Regions from separate parts of the Rattus norvegicus genome. Here region 2 is linked to region 1. A link is a contact called in public Hi-C data. All regions are on one chromosome and are shown on one strand. Each heading gives the region's core, a stretch centred on a gene start, on an enhancer-like site or on the middle of the called end of the contact. The rest is flanking DNA. Distances are from core to core; before and after follow the strand shown.

What was found. A called contact is a pair of places that touch in the nucleus more often than the background predicts.
Region 2: a Hi-C map of frontal cortex shows a contact between it and region 1, with 1.8 times the contacts expected there. The contact joins the enhancer-like site here to the promoter of Jag1 in region 1. A contact is called at or near these places in 2 of 12 Hi-C or Micro-C datasets (Schwann cells and frontal cortex).

What each region holds. Positions count from the first base shown.
Region 1 is chr3:144,890,601-144,898,235 of GRCr8, forward strand. Jag1 (jagged canonical Notch ligand 1) reads right to left here and starts at 4,283. Exons shown (of 26, transcript NM_019147.2): 1 at 3,821-4,283; 2 at 3,040-3,345. The coding sequence starts at 3,901.
Region 2 is chr3:145,142,372-145,150,006 of GRCr8, forward strand. No RefSeq gene overlaps it. Among named protein-coding and RNA genes, the nearest start is that of Jag1, 250 kb to the left of the region's middle. Within about 2 kb of position 3,965, at least 6 of the 93 cell types and tissues checked have an H3K27ac peak or open chromatin away from gene starts, as enhancers often do.

The DNA.
Region 1 (7,635 bases), core at 3,033-5,532:
CCAAGTCATTACAATTTAGGGCCACCAATGCAGCCATGTGATGGAGGTTTTGAAAGACAGAAGTGATTACACTAATGCATTTTTAATGAGCAGACACTACTGGGATTTTGAGCTAATTTGGGGAGGTGCAAATTAACCATTTCGGTGATTTATTAATGGTAATTCCCAAATCATTTCTCGTTAAGCCCAATTACCTGTCATAACTATGCTCTTATCACCTAGTATCCAAATTGGAGAATAATAAATCGACTTAGTTGCTGCAGGTTGAGCTCCCTTGCAGCACGAATGACAACACAATCAGAAGCCATTGGCACAAAGTTGGAAGACTGGGGCCAGGGTGGTCGATACTTGAGTGGGATGTAACCCGAGGGGGGTAATAACGGAATGTGATACTGGTATGGCAAGGTCCACTTCGGTGTCTCCCAGGCTGAGATGTAGATTGTGTTTCCGATCCTACCAAATCATTTCCTTCTTTCCTGCTCTACACCACGAACAGGGCCCATACTATCAAACAACAGACAGGAGTTACCTGACCTTCACTGAACTAGCTTTGCCAACCAGAGTGTTCCCCTTTCCCCATAAGCCAATTTAGGAGGACTTAGCCCAAATGACAACTGTGTCTGCTTAGGGTTGGCAGCTTATGTGGCTATGAGGCCAGGCTAGGCCAGCGCTTTTGTTTGCCTTTTAAATTATGTCCTACTCTGGAACCCCATCATCTCGGCACCAATTCCACTATAACCTATCCAAGAAGGAGAAAAAAAGTAAGTTTATGGTGCTTGAATTCAAACCCAGGACCTTTAATAACGCTAGGCAAATACTATTTCAAAGAGGTACACCCCCAGCCCATTTTAAAGACAGGTGTTAATTACCAAAGCGACTGATGCTGTGCTACCCTCCCACCCCCCCACTAACACTTGTGAAGCTTAAGGCTTTCATTGAAGCTAAGACTCACCCTGGAGCCATTCTTGGAAGTTAGACAGCAGCGGTTCTCTAACCACACTGAGGAAAATAAACTAAAACAACACACACCCAAACTTGAGTTTCTCTTGTGTTTCACTGGAGGCCTTTTTGGGGGCAGCAGTGTGGAGACTTGTTTAGGAGAGATCCATGGACTTGGCCCGGCTTCAAAAAGAACCACATTCTCAGTGCTGACCCCAGTGGGTCTCCCTCTTTCTAGAAAAGCCAAATCTACTTCATGGTTGGTGACCCGTGGGGCCTGAAGGCACCGAAGAGTGCGAGCCCAGCGGTGGTGGCAACCTTCCATCCACTCACACCATTTCAGCTCCTTGTCGGTGGGGAACTCTCTCTCTTCCAGGTGTCAAAAGCAGACAGCCACACTTCTAGGTCACCCCCCGGCCCCCAGCCTCTGGAGTAAGCCTGTCTGTTTTCCTCCAAGCCATCCTCCCTCTGACCCCTCTTCTCCAAAATAAACCTCAGCCAGGCCTGCCGGTTTTTTTTTTTTTCCACATCACTAATAAGATTCCTTTTATGGTCTTGTGAAAAGCGAGGGGCTCTGACTGATCCTAGGAAGGGTGGAACCACCTGCAGGCCCCTTCCTCCCGAAACTCCAAACACAGCTCAAGGGCAGCCAGTATCCGCCCTAAGCTTGGACCCAGTCAGATTTAGAGGTGGCCAACCTCTTTAGCTTAAAGTTCTCCCTAATAGGGGATTAACAAACAAGACAAACATTCTTTGTAAAAGTGAAATCCACAACAGACACAACCCTCAGATCTGAAGAGATCTCACCTACAGCGGCAGTCCCCTGCCAAAGTAAGACCCTTTTAATAGCATGTTTTCGATAACTGTCTTATCGCACCCACAGCAAAGGCCAACGCCTGTAAACGCAGACTTTAAGAGCCAGCTCGGCCTCACACACAGACAGAGCCAGACAGGCTTCTCTCCCGCCCCTCTTCAGAGTTTCAAATCACAGCCCAAACCCGCGGGTAGGAGGCAGCAGAGCGCACCCCATCGGAGCACGTGGCGGAAAGCAATCCTCCGGGGCACAGAGCTCCCCCTCTTACCACCCACCCTCCGAGCTCAAGCTTGGCGGAGCACCAGTCCTGGCAGCGGGTCACGCCTCCTGGACAACGGGCACACCCCCCACCATTTCCCTTTCCTCCCTTTCTGCAATCGCACCCATCTTCCTTCCACCCATTTTGGATGTTGCAAGGGTTTTGCTGCAGTCTGCCAGCGGTACGCCGGCCTCAAGCATATCCGAGGGCCAAGGGGGAGATGTGGGAGCACGCAGTTGCACCCGCAAACACTACTTAGAGCGGGCTGTCTCTTCTAAGCCTTTATACGGCGCGGGAAGGGTTTGTGGAGGCCGGGTGCCCTCCGGACGAGTGTGCGCGCCCGCCCTTCCCGGGGAAGTTTGCAAACACAGCTGTTCCAGAACTGGGGAACCGCTGGGAGCAAGGCAGCCAGGGCTACACCGAGCGGGGGCGGGAGGAAGGGGCCGGCAGGGGGCGGAGGTTCCCAGACTAAAACCTGGACGCCAGCCGGAGATAACCCACCTCCTGCAGCCGCCACCCCAGGCTGGAAGAGGACCCCTCCAAGACACCGAAATCTCCTAGAGCTGCGGGAAACCGCCCCCCCACCCCCCCTTGCAGGAAGGACACACCCGCCCTCGGGGCGGCTCACGGGAAAGGGGAGGGTGCCAACTTGGACAGCATTTGCAGGGCAGACTGTGCGCAGTCGCCTTCCACGGCGCTACAAGTTTTAATTAGTTAAGCAAAGAAATCATCTATAATGACCTCCTGGTCCGGGATGGGTACTGCAAGTAGCAAGCATAAAATTAGCATCCTTGGGCACTTTCTCCCTCTTCAGAGACCCCATTTCCGTGCGCTAAGCAGACACCACCCAGAATGGAAGACCCGCCCGGCTCATCTGTTTCAAGCTCTAGCTATAGTCTGGACTCTCAGACTTGCCATCCCAAAAGCCTCTCAACTTAGTGCCAAGTTTCAAGTGGCATTAAATCCTTCTCAAGGCAATATAAGGCTCGGACCCGCGTTCGACTCTGTCCTCGAGTCGCTCACTCACCGGCCAGGCGAAACTGAAAGGCAGTACGATGCGATTACGGTCGTTGCCGCGGCTGGCCTTGAGATTGAAGGTATTGCCCCCGATGACAGGCGTAGACCCTGAGCCGAAGCTGCAGGGTCCCCCGGCCGTGACGCGGGACTGATACTCCTTGAGGCACACTTTGAAGTACGTGTCACACTCGTCGCGGGTGCACTTGCGGTCGCCAGGGTTCCGGGCTCCGCCGCAACAGTTCCCATTCTGTAACTCTCCGTTCACGTTCTGCATGGACAGGATCTCCAGCTCAAATTGACCCGAGGCCCCGCACACCTGCCAGTGAGGAAGGAGGTCAACGCATGAGAAAGTTTTCTCTTGAAGTGGAAGTGGGGACTCCTAGACTCCCCCACCCCACCCCCAACACACACACACACCCCAAAGCTGCCAAAGATCTTCTCTGGCAAGTGAAAATAAATGTGCAAAGACTAGGTTCAGGGATTAACTTGGTTCAGGGGCATAAAACCCACGAGTGCGGGGGAAAAACTAAGACAAGCGTCCCGAAGGACCAAGAGCGTAATGATCGCACTCTGCCCAGCCTGGAGGAGTTTATCTTTCGAGGCCAGGGTCTCCCCTCTGGGAAGCCAGCGTTCCACACCGGGTGCAGCCTCTCGGGTGAAGAGTCAGGGTCAGGGAGCCTTGTACTCAAGGGCTCCGGAGCTTGCACTGGGAGCCACAGCCGCCCGCGTCCAGAACGCCACGAGGGAAGGGAGAGAACCGCGGGGAGCAAGAGCGGGAGAGAGACTCCTACCTTGGCTCGCAGGGCACAGAGCAGGGCGAGCAGAAGGCTCAAGGGGCGCCCCGGCCGGCCGCGCGTCCGTGGGGACCGCATCGCTGCGCCGCGCGCCGGGGGCACTCCGGACGCCGCCGCCGCTGCTAGCGCTGGTGCTCCCTCCGAGGCTGCCGTCGTCGCTGCCCCCGCGACCGCCGCGTCCCGGCTCTAATATACTCCGTGGATTGGAGCATGCACGACTGGAAAACAACACTACTTTTCAAAAGCCCTTTCAAGAGCCGCGCGTTCCAGAAGGCAAAGAGCCCGGCCTCCTTTTATTATTCTGATCGCTTCTTTGAGGCGCTCCCCCCTCTTCCACCTCTCGGCTTTCTTTCCTTCTCTCGCGCTCCCCTTCTTTTATATTATGATTATGCGCAGCCTTTTATTCCCTTTCGGATCAGCTGCATGAAACGCGGGGGAGGGAGGGGAGGAAAAAAAAAAACCTGAGCCTAGCTCGCCCGCCGGCTGCAGGTAACACAATGACGCGTGCCCGCCTGGCTCTCGGAGGGAGCCGGAGCGCCGGTCTAGGAGCCGCGACTCCGGCTGGCCACCTCTTCTCAACACGCGGAACAAGGCGCATGCGCGATTGTTAATATTCATAAGGGGCGTGGCGCTTACTGGACACGCCCCTTTCCTCCGGGTTGTCGGGGAGGGGAGGAATTGAGAAGGGGTTGGAGGTTGCGGGACAGACCGGGTGGCTTGGCTGCCCGGGGGCCCCCCACATGCAGACAACTGTCCCGGGGAGCCCGGGCCAAGAGAAAAGAACCTGGAAGGAAGGTGGAGGAGCCCGTGGCTCTGAGACGCCCTGAGCGCCTTCGCCGGACCGCCCCCTCGGTGCACGGCCTGGGCTCCCGTGCAAGCCCCAGGTGTAGGCGCCGCGGTGCGGCCGGAGCAGTTGGGGCGGGCGGCTTCCGCCTTTGGAGCAGCCTGCGTCAGCTGCGGCTTTCGCCCCGGGGAGGAGGGCCTGCCCGCCGGGAACCCGGGCCGCTCCCAACAAGCGAGCCCAGAGCTCTGTGCTGGCGGCGGCGAGACTGGCGCGCTCGCCGCCGTCTCCTCGCCCCGCAGAGGCGACCTGGGCAGACGCTGCTGGGAACTTTGAAAAACTTTCCCGGAGCCAGACTTGCCGCAAACTCGAGGGAAAGCCTCGGCCGCGCGCCATCCCTTCCCAAATCCCAGTCCATGGAGCCTCGGAGAAGCTCCCAGCGCCCTTTCCAGACCGCACCAGGGCAGAGGCGTCGGGGAAGCAGGGGGAGAGGGCGGCGGGCACTCGCGGGGCCTTAGCCCGGGAGTCGGGAAGGGTTTGCCTAGACGCTGAGGGCTCCGCCAGCCTCCCGCCCCGGCGCAGTGGCGGGACCGCACCTGTAGGCGGCCTCCGCGTTGCTCTCTGGGTGGTGAGGCGCGGCCTGAAAGGAACCTAACTGCTATCGTGGGCCACAGAACTTGGCTTCTCCTGGGTGGTGGTGGAAACCGATGCCATTTTCCACCTTGAGGCAGGCCTCGCAATTAGCAGCGACACTCCTGGTCATAATCAAGGTCAAAGGGAACCCAAAGGCTGGCTGAAGCCTCTGCCTGCTCCACTCCAGGCGGGTTTAAATGGAGCTCTTTAGGAAAACAGATTACCATTAAAGGACGAAAAGAGTTTCATGCCTTGCATTGGGCCGGTCGTGAAGAAAAGCACTGATTTTCCGAGATCAGTTTAGTGCTTCAACTCTTCTAGACAACCGGGCATGATGGGTAAAGAGAAAAATAGTTTCCAGAATGCTGAAGGAAGGTGACACCATAACAATACAGGTATTTGTGGCTATCTATGCCCAACATAGAGTAGCCCAGCATAGATAGTGCCTGATACCATTTGGTGATGTTGAGAAAGCTGAGCAGTACATTGGTTCAAGACCACCAAAGATGGTTAAGCAAGTTTGGCATTTTAACCACCTGAGAAAGGTAATTTCGTAATAGCAATGCATCTCATTCTAACCATCCCGGGGTAACTTAATTCATAATTGTAGGGGCATATCCAAAATCAGGATGAGTTTGCAGCAACTGGTCACAGAAGCACCTGGCTTGTGCAGCAGCTGCCTTGACTTGTATACCCAGGCCTCCTTCGCCCAATTATCACGAATGCAAAGCATCCCATTTTCAACATTAATCCAATGCAGGGTTTTTTCCACTAAAGTTTTCAGAAACATAATAATCCTCACTTCTTATTCAGTTCCTTACTTTTACCTCTAGTCAAGTTAGCGTACCCAATAGTCCCTGCTCTGTGTCCCACATTAACTCCTAGAAGGAGGCCATGGAGCAGAATTTAGTTCAGAATTTTTAAGCCAGCCACCTGAGTTACCTGGGATTTAAAGTTGCCCTGCTGGCAACAATCTGGGCTTCATAAAAGCTGAGATCAGTGCTATCTACCGGCGAGTTTAGCTCACTTCATTAACAGGAAAGTTTCAAGGAATAAAAAGCACCTAATAACATAATAGGAATGTGGAGTCACTAAGAAACACTAGGCTCCCAGCAAATAACAGAGAACCTAATCTTTTCTCAGCCTGGGAACCCATATTTGAGGAAGACAGTTGTGGGCTTCAGGGGATTCTTTAAATTTTTTTTTTCATTTGGTGCTCTTCCAGTGAGCTGGGACTCCCCCAAGAAGTTAGTACTGAAACAGGCACTGGGTGGAAGTTCAATTCTCCACTTCCTTGATCACCCCTGCAACCCGGAGAGTGGGGAACTACTGCTGAAAGAATTCAAATATGGATGTTTCCCTTTGCCAAGCCATAGCCTCCCTTTGGGCTTTGCTTTCCAAAGTTCAGAAAACATTTCCCATGAGAAAAAAAAAAAAAAAAAACACTTAGGCATCACTATTACTTATACCCAGAAAAAGGCGGGTCTCAGAGCCAAATATCATCTGTCCTGTTGCACGTATTTGGACATAATTTTTAAAAGATGATGCCTTGATTTCCTTTATACAAAGCATACCCTGCCTTTGTTCAATCATCAACAAACAGCCCTGACTTCCGATGGGACATAAGAGACGTTCCAGTTATGATTGTATTTTAAAACTTTGAATCAGCTGAAATTATTTAATCAACATCGGTAAGAATCAGCTGATCAATATGTATTGAAAAGCACTGTTGCACGCAGCAGCATGGCTGATCTAAAGAATATCACCTGAGGGAGATAAGCCAGGCACCAGGAGTGCAACGTGTATGAGTCCCTTTCTACAAAGACCTAGGACCTTCGTCTCAGGTGAAAAACGAAGTATGGTTAGGGTGGTGTGTGGTTGGAGATTGGATGTGCGTGGTGCTTTTCTGAGCCTAAGTCAATTATCTGTGTCTTAATGGGGGGGGTTGGGTGACACAGGTGTATGCATTACCAACTTTCATTAACAAGCACATTTGAAACCAGTGCTATTGATTTTGTTTGTTGAGTTTGGTTTTTTTAAAGACACACACACATGATGGTTGTCTATATCAGTATAAAGAACATTGAGGGGTATTTGAAATGATATGAACCTACAATGAAACTTCAAAATGCATAAAAGATAGAGGATGGCTGGGTGGTTAGATAAAACAACCTAAAGAAAGTGTTGAAGTGTTAAAGCCCAACACTCGGAGACCAGAGGATCACTCTAAGTTCAAGGCCAGGGTGCTCTATAACAAGAAGAGAGGTGGTGGGAGAAAGGGATCCATGAATCTCTCTAATAGACTTGTTCACTTAATATTGCTCTACATTTCTGCATTTGAAATGTTAATTATAAAATAGTGAGGAAATGGTTATTGATATGCCTTATATTATCCAAA
Region 2 (7,635 bases), core at 2,715-5,214, 250 kb after region 1:
GCCTCATTCCTACTTAGAAGGGAGAACAAAATACTCAGGGGAGGTAGAGAGTGGGAGAGACTTGGGAGGAATTGAGGAGGGGAGGGGGAAAAGGGAGGCAGGATCAGGTATGGGAGAGAAAGGGATGATATACAGAGGGTCAGGAATTTGAACAGAGGTGTGTAGCAGTAAGGGATGGGGAATTGAGGGTAACCACCAGCAAGTCCCAGATGCCAGGAAAACAAGATGCTCCCAGGACTTAAGTGGGATGAGATTAGCTGAAATGCCTGACAAAGGGGTGGGAGAATATTTAGAGACCATATCCAGAGGTTAAGCAAGGCCCCCGGTTGGGGGATGGGGCTACCCACTCATCTCCTAATTTTTAACCCAGAATTGCTCTTGTCTAAAGGAAATATGGGGGATGAAGTGTAAAGCAGAGACTGCAGGAAAGGCCATCCAGAGACTGCCCTACCTGGGGATCCATCCCATATACAGACACCAAACCCAGAAACTTGCAGATGCCAAGAAGTGCTTGTTGACAAGAACCTGTTACAGTTGTCTCCTGAGAGCTCTGCCAGAGCATGACAAATACAGAGGCGAAAGCTCACAGCCAACCACTGGTCTGAGCATGGGGACCCCAATGGAGGAGTTAGGGAAAGAGCTGAAGCGGTTTTCAGCCCCATAAGAAGAACAGTAATATCAACCAACCAGACTCCCCAGAGCTCCCAGGGACTAAACCACCATCCCAAGAGTACACAGCCACATATGCAACAGAAAATGCCATTGTCTGCAATCAATAGGAGGAGAGGCCCTTGGTCCTGTGAAGGCTCGATGTCCCAGTGTAGGGGAATGTAAGGATGGTGTGAGGGGTGGGTGTGAGGGGAGCACCCTCATAGAAGCAGGGAGAGGGGATGAGAGAGGGAAGTTCCAGAGGGGAAAAGGGGAAAGGGGATATAACATTTGAGAACACTGACCACGGCACTAAGATTCTGTGGTTTAACAGAGCTTTTGGGTAGGTTGCTGCTTGACCAGTTAGAAGTGTAGACTGGACTCACAGAACTTCTCTTCGTCAGGAGGAGGTCATTCATGTAGCAGCTGCCCTTTGCCATGTCAGCCGTCCATTCTGAAGTGACCCACTGGAGTGACACATTTCAACGCAGTGTCTCCTTGCATCTTCCATTGGTGACTTTGCTCACATGCCATCTGATCGGTTCTTGGATGTCCCACTGGGGTGACATATTTCTGCTCCCTGCATTCTCCCACCTGACATCCGGTGAATGAGGGATTATTCATGTGGCCAGTGAGCAGGGATTTAAAGCCATTATGCAGATATACAAGGTGTCTTTAAGTTCAGAACTTTCAGATGTCATTTCTCTCATGATCTATTAGCCCAAGAAAGTCACAAGTCCAGCTCAGATTTAAGAGACAAGGAAATGGACTCCACTTTTTTATGAGAAGAGCTTCAAATTTCATATTAAAAAAAAAAACGGCGTGGATGAAGGATGGTGATGGTGGAAAAGAACTGTGGCCACATTTGCAGTTCACTGAATGTATTTCATACGGAATGGCTGCTCCTTGGTAGGGGACAGCTGACCTATTTCAAGGTCATTGGAGAACTGCAGAAGATAATTCTCTAAAGCATCTAAAAGGAGGGAAGGGACATTGAAAGCTCTGGCTTTGAAATATATCATCTTACTTATGTGACTTCAGAAAAATATAGCGAAGTTTTAAAATTACGTTGTCACCTACTAAGTGGCATAAATTATTCTTGAGGTTGTGGGACAGAGAATGAAAGTGAGGCATGCTGGTTTTTACCAGAGTGAGCAGTGGGAGATGAGATATCAACACGTTTCAGAGACCATTTCCTTTTGTTTCCTCAAAAACCAATGCCCTAAAGCTCAGCCTGGGTTTGTTCTTCCTGTAGCACTTAAAAGCATTGAGAATGCCTTTGCCACTGCCCAATAACTAGCTTTAAGTAGGTTGAAAGAGCTCAGGTGAGTTCTCCCTACAGACAGGAGCAAAGAAGTGCACTAGGCTATTTCATTTTCTTGCGATCCCTTGAAACCAGAGGCAGCAGATAACTTGAGTTCAGTCAATGGCATGCTAGCAGAAACAATGTATTTTACACCGGGGAGTGGCCCTGAAATATCTTACAAGATCCTCCAGTGACTTTGCCTTCCCTTCCTGCCATCTTCATGGAAATAGGTTTCAACAAAAAGGGTGTTTGAGAATAGACTGAGTGGGACCTGAACAGCTTCTTGAATAACTAGCAGAGCTCCTCACAGATTTACTTTGGGTATCTATGGATGTGAATAGAATGTTTATGTGTATGACCAGTAGATACCGTGCCTAATGTTAAGCAATTATAATGTAAGTGCCAACGGCTGCACTAAGGACTGCATATCCTCCCCCCCCCCCATCTTTATTAACTTGAGTATTTCTTATTTACATTTCAATTGTTATTCCCTTTCCCGGTTTCCATGCCAACATCCCCCTAACTCCTCCCCTCCCCTTCTATATGGGTGTTCCCCTTCTCATCCCTCCCCCATTACTGCCCTCCCCCTAACAATCATGTTCACTGGGGGTTCAGTCTTGGCAGGACCAAGGGCTTCCCCTTCCACTGGTGCCCTTACTAGGCTTTTCATTGCTACTTATGCAGTTGGAGCCCAGGGTCAGTCCAAGTATAGTCTTTGGGTAGTGGCTTAAGGACTGCATATCTTAACTAGAGTAACATCGAACTAACTGTCTCCCAGGAAAATGAATCTCAGGATGCGTCTTTGCCTCATTAGCTCTCTTTTTCATTTCCTATGTGGCTTAACACTGGTTTGAGACATTTCCAAGGAATAAAGAATGCACTTATCATCCAACCAAAAAATTATGCAAATAATTTGTGTCTTTATGGTACATGGACAAGTAAGTATATATTTATCCTTTGAGCCTATTTGGATTTTGCCCTTGCCATAAAATGCATTAAAGAAACAATTCATATTAAATATGATAACCACATGTTGGTAAACACAGTGTGTATTGATGAGCAGAATACTTGTGTCAAGGACCTGCATGAGCATAGCCCTCACAGTGATTCTTTCAGTTAGAGAGAGACCTTATTAGTTTCCTTTTTACAGACAGGGATTTGGGGGTTTGTGGAGCATAGAAAAACACACCAAGTCCATGCAAGTAAAAAACTGTAGAATAAGCAATTGCACATGCATATTTGTCTCTCCAAAACATGATTGATGTACCAGCCACAATGGAGACATTCATCATTAGGCTCAGGACATGATCCTGCTGTGTTTCCCAGGTTGGCTTGGAACTCATGATCTTCCTACGTCCATCTCCCTAGTGCTAGAATTACAGGTGGGAGCTACCCCACCCAGATCAAGACCTCTTAGGTCTTACTATGATTCATAACTTGTGGTGATGATGATGATGACTGACATTTCTGCAATACTCACCCTGGGCTTCTCCTGGGATAGTTTAAGTCCTCATAGCCATCATCTAAGATGAACATTATTATTGTCTGTAGTGTGTGTAGCCCGTTTCCAGTGCTACCATAAACACTCATAAATATAAATCAGTTTCTAGCTTGCAGCGGAACACACTGCATTGGAGTGTGAGTCATGGCCATCCAACCTTGTGAGAACTTTCAAAGAAAGTGCCTCTGGCATCTTAAGTCTGTGCTTAGTTTACATCTGCCTCAACCCTTGTTTTTCTTCCAACGGAGAAAAAGGGAAGCAGGGAAAGTACTGTGGAGCCTAAAGCTGGCTAACGCATCTCCCTAGGTGAAAAAGAAATGCGGAAATTCACATTTCCTATTACATGAACACACGCGCGCGCGCACGGACTTTCCTTAACTTCTCCGTTAGCTGCAGAGAATCTGCTTCTGCTGAAATCAAGGAGGTAGCAATATAGCTTCCTGGTCAGTGGCTTCCCAGGAGCTTTGAACTAAAAGGAAAAAGCAGCAGACACCAGATCACAAGCAAGCAACCTCCCTGTCTGGCTCGGCTTTTCACTATGATCAAAAGTGATGAGGAGGGAAAAAGAAAAAGAAAAAAAAAAGGTAGAAAAACAAAACCGAGACAGAAGGTAGGAGGAGACAGGGCAGTTCCAGCCCCAGCTAGCCGGCTCGGTTCCACTTCCTTTTGATTGTCCAGAAAAGCTAAGAAAACTAAAAACAAGGCTGGACTTCGGTGGAAACATGGAAACAGCCCCGTGGAAGCCTTACATTAAACAATCGGCCTGTGGGTCAATTGTGAAGGGCGTTAATGTGCGAGACCCCGATAAAGAGATTTGCACGAATGGCTACAAAGCATTTTGTATTTAAATACAGGCTCCAGGTTGTTCTGCCCACAGCATAAATACAACTAAGGTGGGGTAGGGAGGGGATTTGGAAATCAGCCGATTTTAAGGAAGCCAACACAAACACTCGAACAAACGCAGCATTTCGCACAGCCTTTGTGCTCATTTCTAGTTGTTGGCATGAACTCATAGGAACAAGAAGGGGCCGTGAGCTGAGCTGTGGAGACTGTGTATGCCAGGGTGGCAATAAAACATCTGGTTTATCTGCACACAACCTTCTTGTCACGTATGTTGCAGTTTCTGAAGGTAGCGGGCTTGTTTGTTTTGTTTCTTGGTGGTAGGAAAAGCTTAGAAAAGCATGTAACAATTGCTTTTCATGTGATCGCCCAGAGAGGCCAAAGATGCCTTTTAAAAATTGGTGTTTAATATAAAGGCATATATTTTAGCCTTTCTAGCAAATTCATTTTGTATGAAAGAGTATTTTAGACTAGATTTGCCAGGCTGTCTAAGATTAAGCAAAGCTGGATATGGTGCCTCAAAACATTTGGCAGACTTCCCTACCAAACCACATTAGAACATTTTTAATATATATTACGAGATAGAAAAGAATAATTATTTTTCTACTGAAGTCCTCAAGTGAGAGACATGTATTTGTATAACCCTTTCAAAGGAAACTGTCGTATTGTGAATCTGTTATGTTTGGGATAATATCCTCTACCTGTGGTTTGTGGCTTGCTTATCTTAGGAAAAGCAGGCACGGGCTAGACATTACCCCATTCTTTCAGGAGACTGCTATTGAGCAAGGTGTTTTGGCCAATGGCCTCAGACCCTTAGCTAAGAAATCTCCTGGATAAGTGCTTTTGAACCCTTTGAGTGTGATGCCAGGGATGATTTGGGATCAAAGTCTATCACGAGTGACTGTCTCTCACTTTCCTTCCAACCTGGGCTCTTAATTTAGAGGACACTGCGTTTCTCTCCCTCTACTTCTTCCTCCAAAGAGGGTTACCCTTCAGTGCACTCCATGGGCTCAAAGCACTGCTCCGAGGTTAGTTTCTATGTTAGCGTGACATGCCTCAAATAGAGATTCCTCACATACGAATTTGGTCACATACAGATTTGGGTGCCCATAGGTGATTTGGGAGTAAGTCTAGGTAAAAACACTGAGAGACTTGGAAGAGTAAAGGAAGAACAAACAAAGATGATCAATGAAGAGTTTTAGAGACATACATTACTCCCATAGGGTTTAATACTGCTAGGAACGACCTGGGTCACCTGCCATAGAAGACAGCTGACACTCGTCCCTCACAGGCTACGGCAGCTCGGACATGTCTTCTTCAGCTTCGGTTCCACAGTGTGGGGCACTCATGAGCTGCTTACTTTCCATTTGAAGCTGTCCAGCACGCCTAAGATTTGACAGAGCTCTGTTCAAATCAGGGTGGAGGGTGGCATGGGAGAGGCTTTATACAGAGACATACAGGAGAACTGGCTGTATCTGAATGGGATGCTTTGAGTACAGCTCAAAGGATTTTGGTTATAATCTGGGTTCATTAGCAATAGCTCCTGTTTTCCTTTCCCTCCCTATTGCCTGGAAGTCAAGGAGGCAGGAACTTTAAGCCAATGGTAACATCACATTTATCGTCAAGGTCAGACAGCACTGAGTTAGGGCATGCATGTTTACTGCTCTGCTTCCTCTTTTATCCAATCCAGGTCCCAGCCCATGAAACGAGGCTGTGCAGATTGGGGTAAATACTCCCACCATTTCTTTTAACCAAATTAAGACATTCCTTTATAGGACTGATCACAGGCCCATCTCATTGGTGATGTAGATTTGGCCAGGTTGACCCTGAACACTATCCACCGTAACTTCCATCTCTGAAGGTTAAGGCAGTTCCACATGAAGGAAGAATCCCTCTTACAGGCTCTCCAATCAGACTATCTCCCCTGATGGAAATGGTGCTAGTCTTTTGAAGTAATTGAGTAACTCTACTCTTCAGTAACATTACACACTAAAAGAAGTAGTAATTATTACACTTACCATGTAGCGAGTGCCAAATCGTTTGTATTTTGTTTTAATTTTGTATTTATTTATTTTGTAAAATGCATGAATGTATCTAATTTTCATAGTAGCATTATCATATGGGTATTGTTATCTTTTTTTGCCAATAGAGATAGGCTCAGAGAGTGATAATTCTCGTAGAATAGAATGAGGATTTATGAAATTCAGGTCTATGAAAAAAATCTAAGGTCCAAGGCTTATCCTTTCAAATTCTATATGGTCACTACCAAGTGGAGAAATTATGTCTTTCTGAGTGCTTAGGCGTAGGGTCTTATTGGGAGGTTGGAATGACTGACATATGAGGCACTCTCTAGGATGATCTGTATTGGTCTCTATTGTCAGGTATCCCAGCCCGGGAGAGAGTGCTTCAACACCAAATCAAGATGTACCTTTAAAGTCAGCCAGCTACAACCTGTGATTTAGAAGAAGTCTTGAAGCCTCATAGTAGCTTTATCAGGAGAATGCAGTTGACATGTCAAAAGGACTCTGAAGCTGCGTTGTAGAAAGATCAAGCAGAAAATGCTGAGGGCTTCTGCCAGCCACAGTACCAGTCTGCCAACCTGCAGTAAGGTACCTGGGAAATTCTCTAGTTGCTGCCTGGATATTTTGTTGACCACATCCCTAGGCAACATGTACCAAACATTGCTGAGAGAAGGGAGGAAATGCCTAAATACATACTAGTGACTCCATAATGTTAAGACACCTGTAGTGTCCAAATCTATTTTAACCAAATCCCTATTAGACTTTTTACTCAAAATTGAGATGCTAAAACCTATATGAAAGTGCAAAAGACCTAGAAAAAACAGGCATCTTGAAAAAAAAAACAAACAAAGCAAAGTTGAAGAGCCTGCCCTACCTGAATTCAGGATGTCTGAATGTATACGAACTTATAGTGCATTTCAGCGGGCATAGCAATTAACTGAATGTATTTGCCAATGTAGGAACAGGGCTGTAGCTTTTAATCAGTGGTAGAGAACTGGTTAGGCATGTTTGAGAGCATGGATTTCCATCTCCATCATGGAGAGCAGAAACAAAGGAAAGGAAAAGGAAAAAAGAGGGAGAGAAAAGAAAAGAAGGAATAGAAATATAAAAGAAAGAAGTCCAGAAATACTTCTGCATCTACAGTTAACTGAGTTTTGTCAGAGTGGCCACTGCATAACTCAATATGCAGAAAATACGTATCAACACTTCCTTCAGGGACAGCCATATATAAGGATAGAAAGCAAAATGAGCATCTAATCTGTCTCTCATACATTTGCAAGCATTAACTCAAATCAATATTTAGACCTAAATATAAAACA